2 separate regions of the Zea mays genome follow, and region 2 is linked to region 1. A link is a contact called in public Hi-C data. All regions are on one chromosome and are shown on one strand. Each heading gives the region's core, a stretch centred on a gene start, on an enhancer-like site or on the middle of the called end of the contact. The rest is flanking DNA. Distances are from core to core; before and after follow the strand shown. Region 1 holds the start of LOC103625810 (histone H1-like). Region 2 holds the start of LOC100286028.

Evidence for each region. Hi-C and Micro-C count contacts between places; a contact is called where the count stands out from the background.
Region 2: a contact with region 1 is called in a Hi-C map of leaf, with 4 times the contacts expected there. The contact joins the promoter of LOC100286028 here to the promoter of LOC103625810 in region 1. A contact is called at or near these places in 4 of 25 Hi-C or Micro-C datasets (ear, leaf and tassel) and 1 of 3 datasets of contacts at active chromatin or transcription factors (leaf).

The regions. Positions count from the first base shown.
Region 1 is chr5:4,320,079-4,327,072 of Zm-B73-REFERENCE-NAM-5.0, forward strand. LOC103625810 (histone H1-like) reads left to right here and starts at 3,497. Exons shown (of 2, transcript NM_001319703.2): 1 at 3,497-3,792; 2 at 3,887-4,778. The coding sequence starts at 3,628. The coding sequence ends at 4,507.
Region 2 is chr5:4,483,973-4,490,966 of Zm-B73-REFERENCE-NAM-5.0, forward strand. It overlaps LOC100286028, which reads left to right and starts at 2,914. Exons shown (of 3, transcript NM_001158916.2): 1 at 2,914-3,247; 2 at 3,347-3,658; 3 at 3,761-4,406. The coding sequence starts at 3,072. The coding sequence ends at 3,818. LOC100191329 reads right to left here. Exons shown (of 8, transcript NM_001353500.1): 5 at 6,993-6,994; 6 at 6,646-6,709; 7 at 6,305-6,544; 8 at 5,425-5,718. The coding sequence ends at 5,713.

The sequences.
Region 1 (6,994 bases), core at 2,247-4,746:
CTGACAATTCTTAATCGGGTGCCAGGCTACCGGCTGGGGATCGCAGCCGGGCTAGGCCCATCCCGTCATCCCATGCGTCCGAGACAATTGATATTTGTCATTACGATTATCTCTTTGACTAGTAACTTTACTCGCACCCTTCGCGAGTCTTTAATCGATGCATGTATTGGTTTTAATGGATATATGCATGTAATAAAGCAACAAAATATTGGTTTTAATAAAAAAAATAATGTGAACCAGAAAAAAGGTGTGTAACAGGTTTTCGAAGCTATGTAATTAAAAGGACTATATCAAATTTATGATATTTATCTTGAATTCTTAAGGGGGAGTGTGAATCTCTACTACTCGTTAAGAGCGGAATGAGGGCGTCCACCGAGGCATCACCACGGCTCCGCCCTCGCCCTCGCCCTCCCCCCGCCCTGCTAATCTCGTCGCGGCATCCATGGATGCCCCCGCCCCCTCCGAGACCCACACATGGAATCAGCCTTCCAACCCCCGCTCTGCTCGCGTCTGGCGATGCCTCTGCTGAGACAGTCGCTGCCAGTCTCCCTCGAGCGGCCAGCGCCACCCCAACACCCATGACAGCCGCCTCCCCCGCCTCGCTCGCGAGGTCCGTGCCCGTCGCGCACCCCTGTCCTCCCCTGCCTCCTTCACCCCATACAGCGATCGTTACCGCCCATGCCCGAATCCACGCTAACCGCCTCCCTAGCTCGCGAGGTCGGCCGAGACGAATCCAAAGACGTCAGCGTCGCCCCGCCTTACTCCTGCGCGAGCCCCCGCCACCATCGCGCGGTGACTCCATCAACGCCGCAATCAACGTCGCGCCTTGCCCCCATCAACGCCGTGCGTCCCATCAACGCCGCAATTGACGGTCACCTCCCATCGACGTGGAGCCGCCCGAGCCCCCACCACACTCCCCACACGCGGCGCAGGCCGAGCCATCACTGCCCTTCCCCAAACCCTAATAAAGCAGGCTGCCTTCAACACTGATGGAGCCATCCTCACCCCAAATCCTCGCCGCAGTCGACGACCACCTCCCATCGACGCAGCGCGTGGGCGACCTCCTGCGCTTCACTTCCCAGCCCTTTGACTCCGACGACTTCGGCGACGCCACAGTCGACGGCGCCATTCCACTGGCTCCACCTCCTCGAGGGGTGACCTGAGAACACCACCACCATGCCCGCCATGTAGCGCCGCCTCCAAACCCTAGCCCCCTTGCTCCACCGTGCATTTCGACGTACTTTCTGCTGACCGCCTCTGATGACGATTAATCTTTTTCGGATTTGGATATGTGCAGGAGACAACAGCTCCTCAGCGAACCAGGTGCCTAGCTCTTTCAAAATTTTGGTGTAATTTAGCGTCTGCTGCTACTGCACTGGTCTCATTTCTCTAGCCTATTATCTGATTCAGATTTTCTTCTTCTCACGCCTGCAGCACCAAATATAAGCGAGTTGCCGTTGGAGAACATGTGTGCCCCTACGCAGTCACCCTATGAAGGTGTTTCCCCATAGATGATTGTCTTTACTTGGTATTTATTTGTATGGATATTCTGTGTGCTTCTAATGTTGTAATGTTTACCATGTGGCATGTGCATTCGATCTGTTGTTAACTTGTTAGTGTGCTTGTATCACAAGGTTATTCTACCATGTACAAGATACATTTGATTCTTATGCGGATGCAATATGTCTCCACCTCCCCAGCCGCCCACAACCACAGCGGCGGCGGACGCGGCCCCCGACCTCAGCCCCTGTTCTGAGGTTCTTGATTGAGCGGGGGAGCAATGCATCTTAAGAATCGAATTGATTTATTATTCTATGATTTTTTTGCAGGTTGTGAGGTTCTTGATTGAGCGGTCACAAGACATGTCACTGCAATGGTCGCCAAGATGTTGCCATGCTCATGGATCTCCATCTTACCCCTGGAATAACCAATACTGCTAATTGGGGCTTATAGAGTGAACTTTGGTCTAACTATTCAGAAGCGAAAGCTGCTAACTGAAGTTGTACAACTGAGAATAATTCCAGGGGTAAGATGGAGGCCGTGCTTTGTTTTTCCTATTCGCGATCCATTATACTGCATGCATAGTCCTATGGCAATCTTTAATTCCATGGGTAAGATGGAGATATGTGTATCCTTGTCATTCATGGAAATTGTATCCTTGTTGTCCCCTTTTTGCTTCCCATGTTTTACTGCATCTTCTGTAGCATGAAAGCTAAAATATTTTCTTTGGCAGAACAACAGTTATTGCTTTGCTACAACCTGCACCTGAGACATATACGGATTAAGGTGAATACATGGGCATCCAAAAGGTCTTGTGTATGTTTCACTGCTGCTGTGGTGATTGGTTAGGTTGGACCGTTTCAACTTATTTCTGATTAGCAAATTTCAGGGCAGATGCTATTCAGAGGAATTATGGTGGATCATGTGTGCACCTGAGACATATATTTCTGTACAGGAGACCTGTGTTTCATGCATTAAAAACTGTTATGTTTTATTTTCGCGGGTTTATGCTAATGGAGATAGCTCAGTGTCGACATATGAAAGGCGGGCAAGCCTTAGGGAATTCTATGGTAGTCTCTAGTCTATATGGGCTTGTTGTAACCCCTGCATCAATCTGCCTTGCGAAATCAGATTCAAACAAAACCATGCATGCTTTGAGCATTTCGAAAAATTGGAATTGGGCCCTCGAGTGGAAGCAGGTGTGTCGTGCAACAACAATGGTTTCTTCCGAAACGGCAGCAGCTACCTCGGATCACTTTCGAGCGATCTGCCACGGATCAGAGCGTGGCAACGCAAATGCAGCTGCGGGAGCAACTTCCCCATAGACAAGCACGAAGAAGGGTGGTGGTGCTCCGGCAAGCCGGCCAGCCACCGCGACGGCGCACGGCACAAAGGCAGGTGCCGGTCACACACCGGCCTGGATGAGTGCATGCCCAAGGGTGTATCAGTTGCGTCACGTTCACTTCTATCCGCCGTAGACCATCGAAACAGCGTCGGCTTCACGAGATCCGGAGCTCCCTGGCTTCCTCTGCTAGCCTGCTACACGGCCGTGCTGAGAGGCGGCATTGTTCGCCGGTGCACCCCGTTTCGCCGGCCGGAAATCCCGTCCAAACTCACACAAAAGCGCCGTCCGGACCACTTCGGACTTCCGAGCCAGTATCTCTCTGTATACTCAACGAAATCCATCGGCTGTACACTCGTTCGAAAGCTATGCACCATCCCTACGTGTCTGCAGAGTTTGCGACGGATCGGTGGATCAGGCGAAGAGATATTCGATCGCAAATCGGTAGGAGAAGCACAATCCCATCCAAGCTCCTCAGCTCCCGCAGCCGGCTGTGCCGGGAAGGAATCCGCGGCACCGCGGCGGGGCGATTCGAAGACCGTTGGATGTGGCTGGATCGAGCGGACCACATTCAATGTGGGGGGCGCTGATGGGGGCAATCCGAGACGAGGCCGTATGGACCAATCAGCGCGAGGCGTTGGGCTCTCCTCGTCTACGTGCCGTCGCCACAATTTAAGCACGGCTTCCTCCGCCACGACCTCCACACATCACCAGCGCACAGCTCTCCTCATCGGCGCACCCGAGCTCGCCCTCTCCTTCCTCATCGAGGCCCGAGTCCTGCTCTGATGGCGACCGACGTGGCTGAGACTCCCGCGCCGTTGGTGGATGCGGCCCCTGAGGCGCCCGCGGACACCCCGGCGGCGCCTGCTGTTGACGCGAAGCCGGCCAAGGCCAAGAAGGCCACAGCGCCGAAGAAGCGCGCCAGCCCGACCCATCCGCCGTACGCCGAGGTAATTGGAGCCTTCCCTTTGACCCTTCTGCCGTGCTGTGCGTGCCTCTCCGCCGCATCTGGATCTGACGGAATTGTGGATGGTCTGTGCGCAGATGGTCTCGGAGGCGATCGCGTCGCTCAAGGAGAGGACGGGGTCCAGCAGCTTTGCTATTGCCAAGTTCTTGGAGGACAAGCACAAGGACAAGCTCCCGCCCAACTTCCGCAAGCTTCTGAACGTTCAGCTCAAGAAGCTCGTCGCCGGCGGCAAGCTGACCAAGGTGAAGAACTCGTACAAGCTGTCGTCCGCCACCAAGCCAAAGGCCGCCCCGAAGAAGACCAAGACCGGCGTGAAGAAGCCCAAGGCCGCTGCCAAACCGAAGGCCAAGTCCCCCGCGAAGCCCAAGCCCGCCACAAAGCCCAAGGCGGCCGCGAAGCCCGCTTCCAAGCCGAAAGCAGCAGCAAAACCCAAGGCACCAGCCAAGCCCAAGGCCAAGCCTGCTGCCAAGGCGAAGCCCAAGGCTGCCGGCGCTAAGCCGAAGCCAGCTGCCAAGAAGGCCGGCCGCCCCGCCAAGGCGGCCAAGACGTCGGCCAAGGCCACGCCAGGAAAGAAGGCGCCGGTGGCCAAGAAGCCCGCGGCCGCCGCGAAGAAGGCGCCGGTAGCCAAGAAGGCCGCTCCGGCGAAGAAGGCGGCTGCCCCTGCCCGAAAAGCGCCGTCTCGGAAGGCGAAGAAGTAGAGGAGGGGTAGGCGTCGGAGAAATGTAGGGTTTGGTTCTCGTATTACGCTAGATGTTTGCTCTCCCTTTAGCCTAGGTGGTGTCTGTGTGTGCAATGTTGTAAATTTGATATCGGATGCTGGGAACACTAAGTCAATCTTTCAGTAGCTGTTGTGAATGGTCGGTGGCGAACGATGACGATGGAGTTTTTGTTATTTTTTCTCGGGAGGGTTCATTTCCGTGGATGATGGTGGATCTGTTCCTGGTTGAGGTAAGGCTTATGTGGTGATAATTTTTTTTTTGTACCGTGATATACCTGCTACAAAGGGCGTCGCTATCTGCTATCTTGAGAATTTGACCGCAGATTTGCCCAGAATTTGGTTAAGACACCAATGTAGCAGCGCGAAGCCTGAAACAGTCGTAAATACAGTATGATCGGATGCCATTTAGGTGCTGTTTGGGAACAAAGTTTTTCTGCAGTTTTGGAAGAATACTGCAGTATTCTCAAATACTGCAGTATTATATACATAATGGTGTTGGGCAAGCTGGGTAAAAACTCTGTTTTCAAAACTGAATACATAATGGTGTTTGGCAAGCTGGGTAAAAACTCTGTTTTCAAAACTGAAGTATTGCAAATACTATAGTTGTTTTAAGGCATTCTAAACTTAGCTCTGGACCTCAGTTTTCAAAACTGCGGTATTATAAACTACGATATTGTCATAACTAAAGTATAATATAGTATTTCAAAAACTGTAGTTTTCAAAAACTTTGTTCCCAAACAGGGCCTTAAAAGCTATATTGTGTTAGACCTTTGTTTGGGACCAAAGTTTATGAAACTACAGTTTTTATAATACTACATTATACTTTAGTTATGATAATACCATAATTTAAAATTATACATTTTTTTTGAAAACTGAGTTCTACACCTAAATTTATAATATCTTAAAACAATTATAATATTTTAGTTTTATAGATAGATAATACTATGCCCCTGTTTGTTTCAGTTTTTTCAGCTTCTAGCCACCAAAAGCTGCTAAGAACTGTCAAACGTGTCAGCTTTTCAGCCAGCTTCTATAAAATTCATTTAGGTAAAAACTATTCAAAATCAACATAAACATATAATCGGTTGAGTTGTTGCAATAGTAGGAATCCGTCACTTTCTAGATTCTGAGCCTTATGAACATTTTTATCTTCCTCCGCACGTAATCCTAATAATACTCAGATTCTCCCCACAACTATATTCTCTTCACAACTAGATTCTCAGAAAAGTTGGTCAGAAAAAAGCTGAACCAAACAGACCCTGTAACTATTGGAGACTGTACTTCATACAGTTCTCCCTAGATCGGTCTTGTGCACCATTAGATCGAGTTAGAGATATGTACTCTAGGATCTTTAACGAGGCCTTCCAAGTCGGGCTAGCACCAGAATGGTTCCATCAACCTCTGGACCATCACATGTCACCCGATCGTTGAACTAGTCGTTACGCGCCATTGGAGTCGAGGTCCGATGTTCCATGGAACCTTCACTATAGATGGTCCGATGATTTTTTATAATTAAAATTCTTGAGACTACTTTATATATAGGTGCACCACCGAACTGGTTTGGTCGCACTAGGCTTCCAAAGCTTGTGCCTAGACTCACTGTGAACCCGACTCGGTGCACCATAAGACGGTCCGGTGAGTACCGGACTGCACGACCAAAGTGCTTTTTGGCCAAGTTTTGCTCCATTTGACATGGCTTTTCTTGGAAGCCTTCCTACGATTTAGACAAACATTGTAAGAGTATAATCAATCGAACTAAGTCAAGGAAACTCACCTTTCTTAACGTTTCTCCAGAATTTCAGTTCTGGCTCAAACTGTCTCAAAACACACTTTTCTTCAGAAACTGAGTTAGAGACCAAAGCAAAGTGTTAGAACACATTGTAATAGACCTATGCAACATATCTAAAGGTTCAAACCTCATAGTTCTAACCTGTTTTACAAAGTTGCACTTTCTGGCCTCTTTTGAGCTCGTTTGGATTTAGAATCTAAAAGTTCAAACCTCATTGAATCCTCCAAATTGCATATGAAAGAACCTATACTCGTATAATTATCAGTCAAGCTAATCCACAATGTTGTGTAGGACATTGAATCATCAAAATAGGTAGAAATGGCTATCTTGTCCATTTCTGTCGGGGACCATAATTAGGGGTACCCCCAAGACTCCTAAACTCGGCTGGTAACCACCATCAGCACAAGCTGCAAAGGCCTGATGGGCGCAATACAGGTCAAGGCTCCGTCCACTCAAGGGACACGATCTCGCCTCGCCCGAGCCCAGCTTCGGGCAGGAACAGTAGACCCAGTCGGATTCACGCCTCGCCCGAGGGCCTCCTCAAGCAACGGGCGCACCTTCGACTCGCCCGAGGCCCAGCTCGGGCAGGCTTCGCGGAGAAGCAACCTTGACCAGATCGCCTCGCCAACCGATCGTATCGCAGGAGCATTCAATGCAAGGATCGCTTGACACCTTATC
Region 2 (6,994 bases), core at 1,664-4,163, 160 kb after region 1:
ACTCCCACCTCCCTGCTCCGGTCCTCCATAGCTCTGGTACTCCCACCTCCCTGCTCCGGTCCTCCATAGCTCCGGTACTCCCACCTCCCTGCTCCCTCCCACCGGCGCGACGCATCCAGTGCTCACTCCTCTAGAGCTCCGGTGCGCACCTGCTCCCTCCTCCCTGCTCCCTCCTCCCTGCGGCGTCGTGGCGCGGCTAGTCGGCATCTGGTGCTCCCCCGCCTCCTCCTCCCTGCTCCAGCTGCTCCAAGTTTTGTGGATCCGTGAGGAACCAGTGCGCGTCGGCTCTCCATCGATCTCCACGGCGAGTCGGCGACGGTACCGGTGCTCCGGATCTGCTGCTCACTATCACTGGTGACCGGATCTGATGCTCACTGTCACTCCCTGTCTAGCACAGAGGTAACCTCATCCACTATTGAAATGTTTTGCTCACTGATGAACTGTTTAGTTTACACCGGATCTACTACTCACAACTGAAATGTTGTTTGTTGGGAAATCGCTATCTGGATCTGCTTGCTGTTGCTGGTATCCGGATGTTTTGCTCACTGATGAACTGCTGTCTTGAACTGCCTTGATCTGTCGAGCTGCGTTTGGCACAGAGGTAACCTGATGATTATGTTCATATGTTAATATCAATTGATGAACTGATGAACTGTGTTTGTTTTGCTCACTGATGATTATGTTCATATGTTAATATCAATTGATCTGTCGAGCTGCTTGCTGTTGCTGGTATCTGGATCTGCTTGCTGTCTTGAACCTTATGTTTTGCTCACATGAACTGATCTAGTCTTGAACTGATATAGTCTTAAACTGATGTTCACATGTTATCAGTCTTGAACTGCCTTGATGTTCACATGTTAATATGAACTGATATAGTCTTAATGTTAATATGCACTGATGTTCACATGTTATTATGAATTGATATAGTCTTAAACTGATGTTCACATGTTATCAGTCTTGAACTGATGTTTTCTTGAACTGCCTTGATGTTCACATGTTAATATGAACTGATGACTGATGTAGTCTTGAACTGATCTAAGCTTGAACTGATATAGTCTTGAACTGATGACTGATGTAGTCTTGAACTGATCTAAGCTTGAACTGATCTAGTCTTGAACTGATGCTGTCTTGAACTGCCTTGATGTTCACATGTTAATATGAGCTGATATAGTCTTAATGTTAATATGCACTGATGTTCACATGTTATTATGAATTGATCTAGTCTTAATGTTAATATGCATTGATGTTCATATGTTCCTATGTTAATATCTCCTTGTTTACTCAATATCTGTGGTAGGCCGTGACCCGTGAGGAACCGGTGCGCGCCACCTTGACGGCGACGGAACTGGTGCTCCGGCTCTCTAAATTCTAGTGATCTGGACATCTGGTGATGTAAACTGTACTCTTAGACATGAACTTATTAAATCAGAGCTGGGCTGTACTCTTTTTTCCTTTCTAGGGTTTTCTCACGAGGAGTGAGTTTTTACCTAGAAAGGTTTTTAATGAGGCAGTCATTGCACAAACAGCTCTAATCCTTTATATTACTTATCTTTATATTTCTGTTCTGTGCATATGTGAATATGTATATACTGTGTGTCTGTGATTTATGATTTTGTGTCATTATGTGGATGCAAATGTAAACTGTGAATTTATGTGCTTGTTTAAATGTGAATTTAGAACTGTGTTAGTTTATATTACTTATCTTTATATTTCTGTTCTGTGCATATGTGAATATGTATATACTGTGTGTCTGTGATTTATGATTTTGTGTCATTATGTGGATGCAAATGTAAACTGTGAATTTATGTGCTTGTTTAAATGTGAATTTAGAATTGTGTTAGTTGGCGTGCTCGGGCTGGACCGGGCTCCTTCGTGGGCCGGGCTTTCCGGGCCGGCCCGGCACGGATGGGCCTATATAGTGCCGTGCTCGGACAGAAGAGTAAGCCCGTCGGGCGGCACGGCCCGGCCCGGCTAACAGGTCGGGCTCAAACGGGCCGGGCTCAAACGGGCTCGGGCTAGGCCGGGCCGTGCCGCCCGTTTGGACATCTATACGTGGACGTATCGATCTGTCTACTGCTGCTCGATCAGACCGCGAGATGCCGAGATACGAGGAGCGATTTGCTGCTGCAACACTGCCTGTGTGTTTTGTTTATAATACTAATCGATGGTCTGCTTGGTTCCCGGCCGGGATATACGATACGGTGGTTTTGTTCCTCGCAAACGCAAACAGCTGGCGTACACGCAGACTGTAGTGTGGTCTGACGAACTAGCTAGAGATACTATATGCATGAGATCGATGTTGTATGAGATCATTTGACATGTAGCCATTTATTTTGCCCTAATAACACGTTCTAACCTAAAAGAAAAAACATTGTTGATTACAACGTACGGGTTTCGGTTTTGGACGGACACAATCAGCTACGGTTGCAATGCAGTGAGAGGTTTCAAGTCTCCAGACTGGCTCGGCAACTCCACCAGTCCACCACCTCCACGCGTATGCGCCGGTACCGGAGTACGCGCCGACGTGGCCCATGAGCTGGCTCCTGCATGCGCCCACGGCCACGGCCCCATCCATCCAAGCGAGACCAGACTGGCCGAGCCGCTACACGTGTGAGCCCCGCACGATGGCAGCAGCGCCACGCCTGGCCTGGCCCACTGAAATCCGGGCCCCGCATCCCACAACCACATGCGCCTGCCTGCCGCTCCGAGGCGACGGGCATCGCAAGGAATCTAGCCCCCGACCTGGTCCACCTCCCAGGCCCCACCTGTCGGCTGGGTGCCTGGGTCCGAACCCGCATACCCACCCGGCGTCGCAGTCCCTCTCCCCTCCCCGGAGGAATGGCAGGTGCACGCAACTGCTACTGGCAACAGGCAACCGCCTGTATATAAGCGAGCCTCGTGGGCACGCAACGGAACGACGAGCAGTGCAAGCCAAGCATTCTCACGCTAGCTGTTCTCTTCTTGCCTCATCCATCGTGCATCTATATTCTCGGCGCGAGTTACGTCTTTTTCGTCGTCCGGCCGGCGAGCATTTTGCTTCTGTGATCGATCGGCGCGCGCGACGTACGGCCATGGAGATGATCGACGCAGAGCTGCGTCTGGGTCCGCCCGGCAGCAGCAACAGAGACGTCATCAACGTCGTGCAGCCTTCGTTGGCGGCGGCGAAACGGCCGTCGTCGTCGGTGGTGGAGAGCGAGGCGTCCGGGACGGACGACCATGACCATGACGACGCCGCACCGACCTCCAAGTAAGTCTCGGCAGCCGCGCACATGGATTTTCCCGTTCGTTAGCAGGCAGCTAGCAGCTGAGCTGATGCTGTGTCCGTGAACGCGCCGCGCGCGCGCAGGGTGCAGGTGGTGGGGTGGCCGCCGGTGAGAGTGTACCGGAAGAACGCGTTCCACGCGGCGGCGGAGGCGAGGAGGACCAGGCGGGGCGAGCAGCAGGGAGGAGGAGGCCTGTACGTGAAGGTGAGCATGGACGGGGCGCCATACCTCCGGAAGGTGGACCTGCGGACCTACGGCGGCTACCGTGAGCTGAGGGACGCGCTGGACGCGCTCTTCGGCTGCTTCTCCTCCTCGGCCGACGGCGGATGCCAGTTCGCCGTCGCCTACGAGGACAAGGACGGCGACCTCATGCTCGCCGGCGACGTGCCATGGGAGTAAGTAGTACCGCCGGGCAGCAGCAGCATCTATATCTATCCATGGATAAAGGAGGAACAACAACACCTGACCTCACTTGCGCACTGCTGTGGAATCTGCAGGATGTTCATCTGTTCTTGCAAGAAGCTCAGGATCATGAGGGGGTCCGAAGCAAGATAACCAAGCAACGAGGATGCAAGGACCTGTTGTATGCATATGCATGGAGGCCGGCCGGACTCATGCTGTCATGCATGAGAGTTTGAGAGAGGAGAAGAAGACGACCTACTGGAACTGAAGGCGGTTGGGTATACCTGCATGGGGAGGGAGCCCACGCATGCACGCGCGCGTCGTCGTGTTCTACGGCCAGCTAGCCACCAGACCGGCTGCCGGCCCATATGCACACCACGGAGATGGAGGTGATGGTTCAAGGATCACGGCGGCGTACGCGCGCGTCATCAGTCACGCCGTCCTGTCATCAGATGAGATGGAGGGGTGATGCATGAGGGCAGTGCTAGCTGTGGACGGCTGGCTGGACGTGCAGATCGGAGCGAGATTGTACTGTGCACGCACATAAGCTTTGTACAGTGGCATGTGCTGGTCATCTGTAATTTTGATTTTTTTCCCCCTCCTTTTGTAAGTGAGCAAGTTTGAGGAAAAAATGTATGAATGAAGAAAAGGAGAGGGGGGATTTCAAATTTGAGTTAATTTCCTTTTGGCATCTCTCCTGATAACAAAACGTCACAAAGAAAATACCACTACTAGTATGGCCACTGATGTTTGTGATAAAGCTGCTGCTTTTCTCATTGTCTCTTCGTGTCTCTCCGTTTCTGAGGCATCGTTCTCCAGTGGACGCCGTTGAGGTTTATTCATGAGAAGAAGAAGAAGAAAAACGGAAGGCTTGGCGATGCATGCATCTCAGATCTGGCTAAAGACGTAAAGTCGACAGGTCCTTTCTGGTAGTCGATAGACGACGATAGCCATCCACGGCCATCGTTTTTCCGCGCTCAACTAATCTGGTACGGTACAGGCGGACAGCATGGAGAGACTGCACATTAAGACTGCCGCACGTACCTTGGCAGGCACAGCACGACCGTTCTTCCCTGCCACCATCTCTCTATGCCGACAGTACTATAAACATGCTGATAAAAGCACGCATTCCCCGGTGTCCCCTTGGTCTTCTGCTTCGTCACGCATATAGTATACCTCAAAGTGAAACGAGAGCTATCACGGAGCTCAGCCAGATGCGTGCCCTGCCCACCACATGAACATCTGAGAGCGACGACACGTAGCATGGAGCGAGCACGCAGCAACACAGCCGGGGACCTGATCAGGGGCCGTGCCATGCCATGCCATGCCATGCATGGCTGCACGAGAAATTCAGGCAGGCGGGCGGGCGGGCAGAGATGACAAGGAGATATTTCTGGCCCGGTGACATCGCTCTGTGAAGAGGAGACCAGAGCACGCAGTATCACAACAGTAAGAGCCCCCCCATGCGGTTGCGACTGGCGGTGAATGCTTCGGCAACGGACAACGCGCACCAGACCCACCACGCCCGCACAGTAGATGCGAATCAGACAGCCGGGCGACAATGCAACATACGTATCGCGCATACAGGTCATGGGATCTCTTGAGAGCCGGGAGCAGCCAGCAGGCGACCCACCCCAATTCACAGCCTACCAAGGATAAAAGCTACCACCATCTCCAGGCCACGGGGTGTACTGAATCCATGGAGCTGTCGCTGTTCCGCGCTTCCCAAGTACTACAGAATCATCGGAGACCATCGGGGGAAAAAAGCATACATAATTTCACGGCGGAAATGACGGACACGCATTCGGTACACTGGCAAGATCTGACCACCGCAAGTGATATCCATGAACAGATGGATGTACAGTCGTTTTACATCAGGATTTAGGAGTGAGGATACAGAATCAATCAACTTGCTCAGACACATCGCACATGCTGTGTCTTCTTTTTTTTCAACTTCTCCAAATTGGCCATGCTGAAAGTCCAAACTTCGCTGGGAATCTGAATTTCCACCGTACCCCCCACAGTTCACGCGCTTTGGGAATATTCATCATGCCTGCTGAGATACAGAGGCAGCGTTGTGAGACTGCGAATATATATATTATTATTATTACAAGAGACAGTTAACCACCATCAACACTGTTTTGTATATGGGAGACAAAACGGTACAGGGCGACGCCAACTACACAGATATCATCACCACCGACTTGCCTCAAAATAGGTTAAGCATAGGGCGCAAAGCTAACCTCCAGCCACACAAACATCAGGTGGCCGGATTTCCCTCAGTATTTTATCACAGTTACTGTTTATGCAGATCTCTACCTTTGATGCATGGAATGTTAATGGCGGTGAACTTATGATCTCTATAAAACCCAATGGATAAACTTCGATAGCTTGGTCATTTGATGGTTACCAAAATATAGATTTCACAGCAGTGTCCAAGGCACCACAATTGGATAAACAATTCACAGTTTAGGCAGAAGTAGCCATATAAGGTGATGAATGAGCTCGGAACCCATAGTGAAGATTGAAAAAAAAAGGATACACGGAAGTTTCAGACACGGTTCATCCTATGTTTTCTGAAACATGTCCATAAAAAGTGGCACAAAAGAAGGGTTTATGGTGTGGATGCAAAGTTATACCAGCTTTCTTTTCTTCTTATGCCTCCTTTTGCGCCGTGGTTTATGAACATCAGAATTTGAGCTCAGATTACTGTTATTATCCGCGGGGCGATTTGGTACTCTTCTATTTTTAAATGATTCGCCGCTTGTGCTGTTTGAAGTACTGCTCGAGCTGGATATCGCACGTTTATCTGCATGTCTGCCTCTATTTGGGGCTAATGAGCGTGGTGGCGGCATAAGAACTCGAGCATCTCTCTGACGCTGCAAAACAGAATAGGTTCAGTTAAACAAAAGGAAATGCAAATTTCAATAGTTTCCCAGAGCTCTGAAGAAAAAAACTGAAACACCCCTAACAAAGGTACCTGGTTCTTTTCATCACTTGACATGCCAGATGCTGCCCTACCTGAAGCACTGGATGCTGGTTCCCTGCAGAAGGTTGGTACATGTAACATTAGCACACCAAGTGAAGAAAAAAGTAGAACACATCAGCACATGAAAGCAAGAAAGAAACAAAGATACATTTGCACAGCAGTACCAATGTTCTCACAGTACCAGAGGGAAGCATATGGACGATATATCAGAAGGAAGCATTAGATTTAGGACCTCACAAGTGATACCATCATACCATGTTACAGGACATGGGGGGGGGGGGGGGGGGGGGGGGCTAAAGCATCTACAGTGTACAAGAGTTGTGGGTTGTGAACCATACTT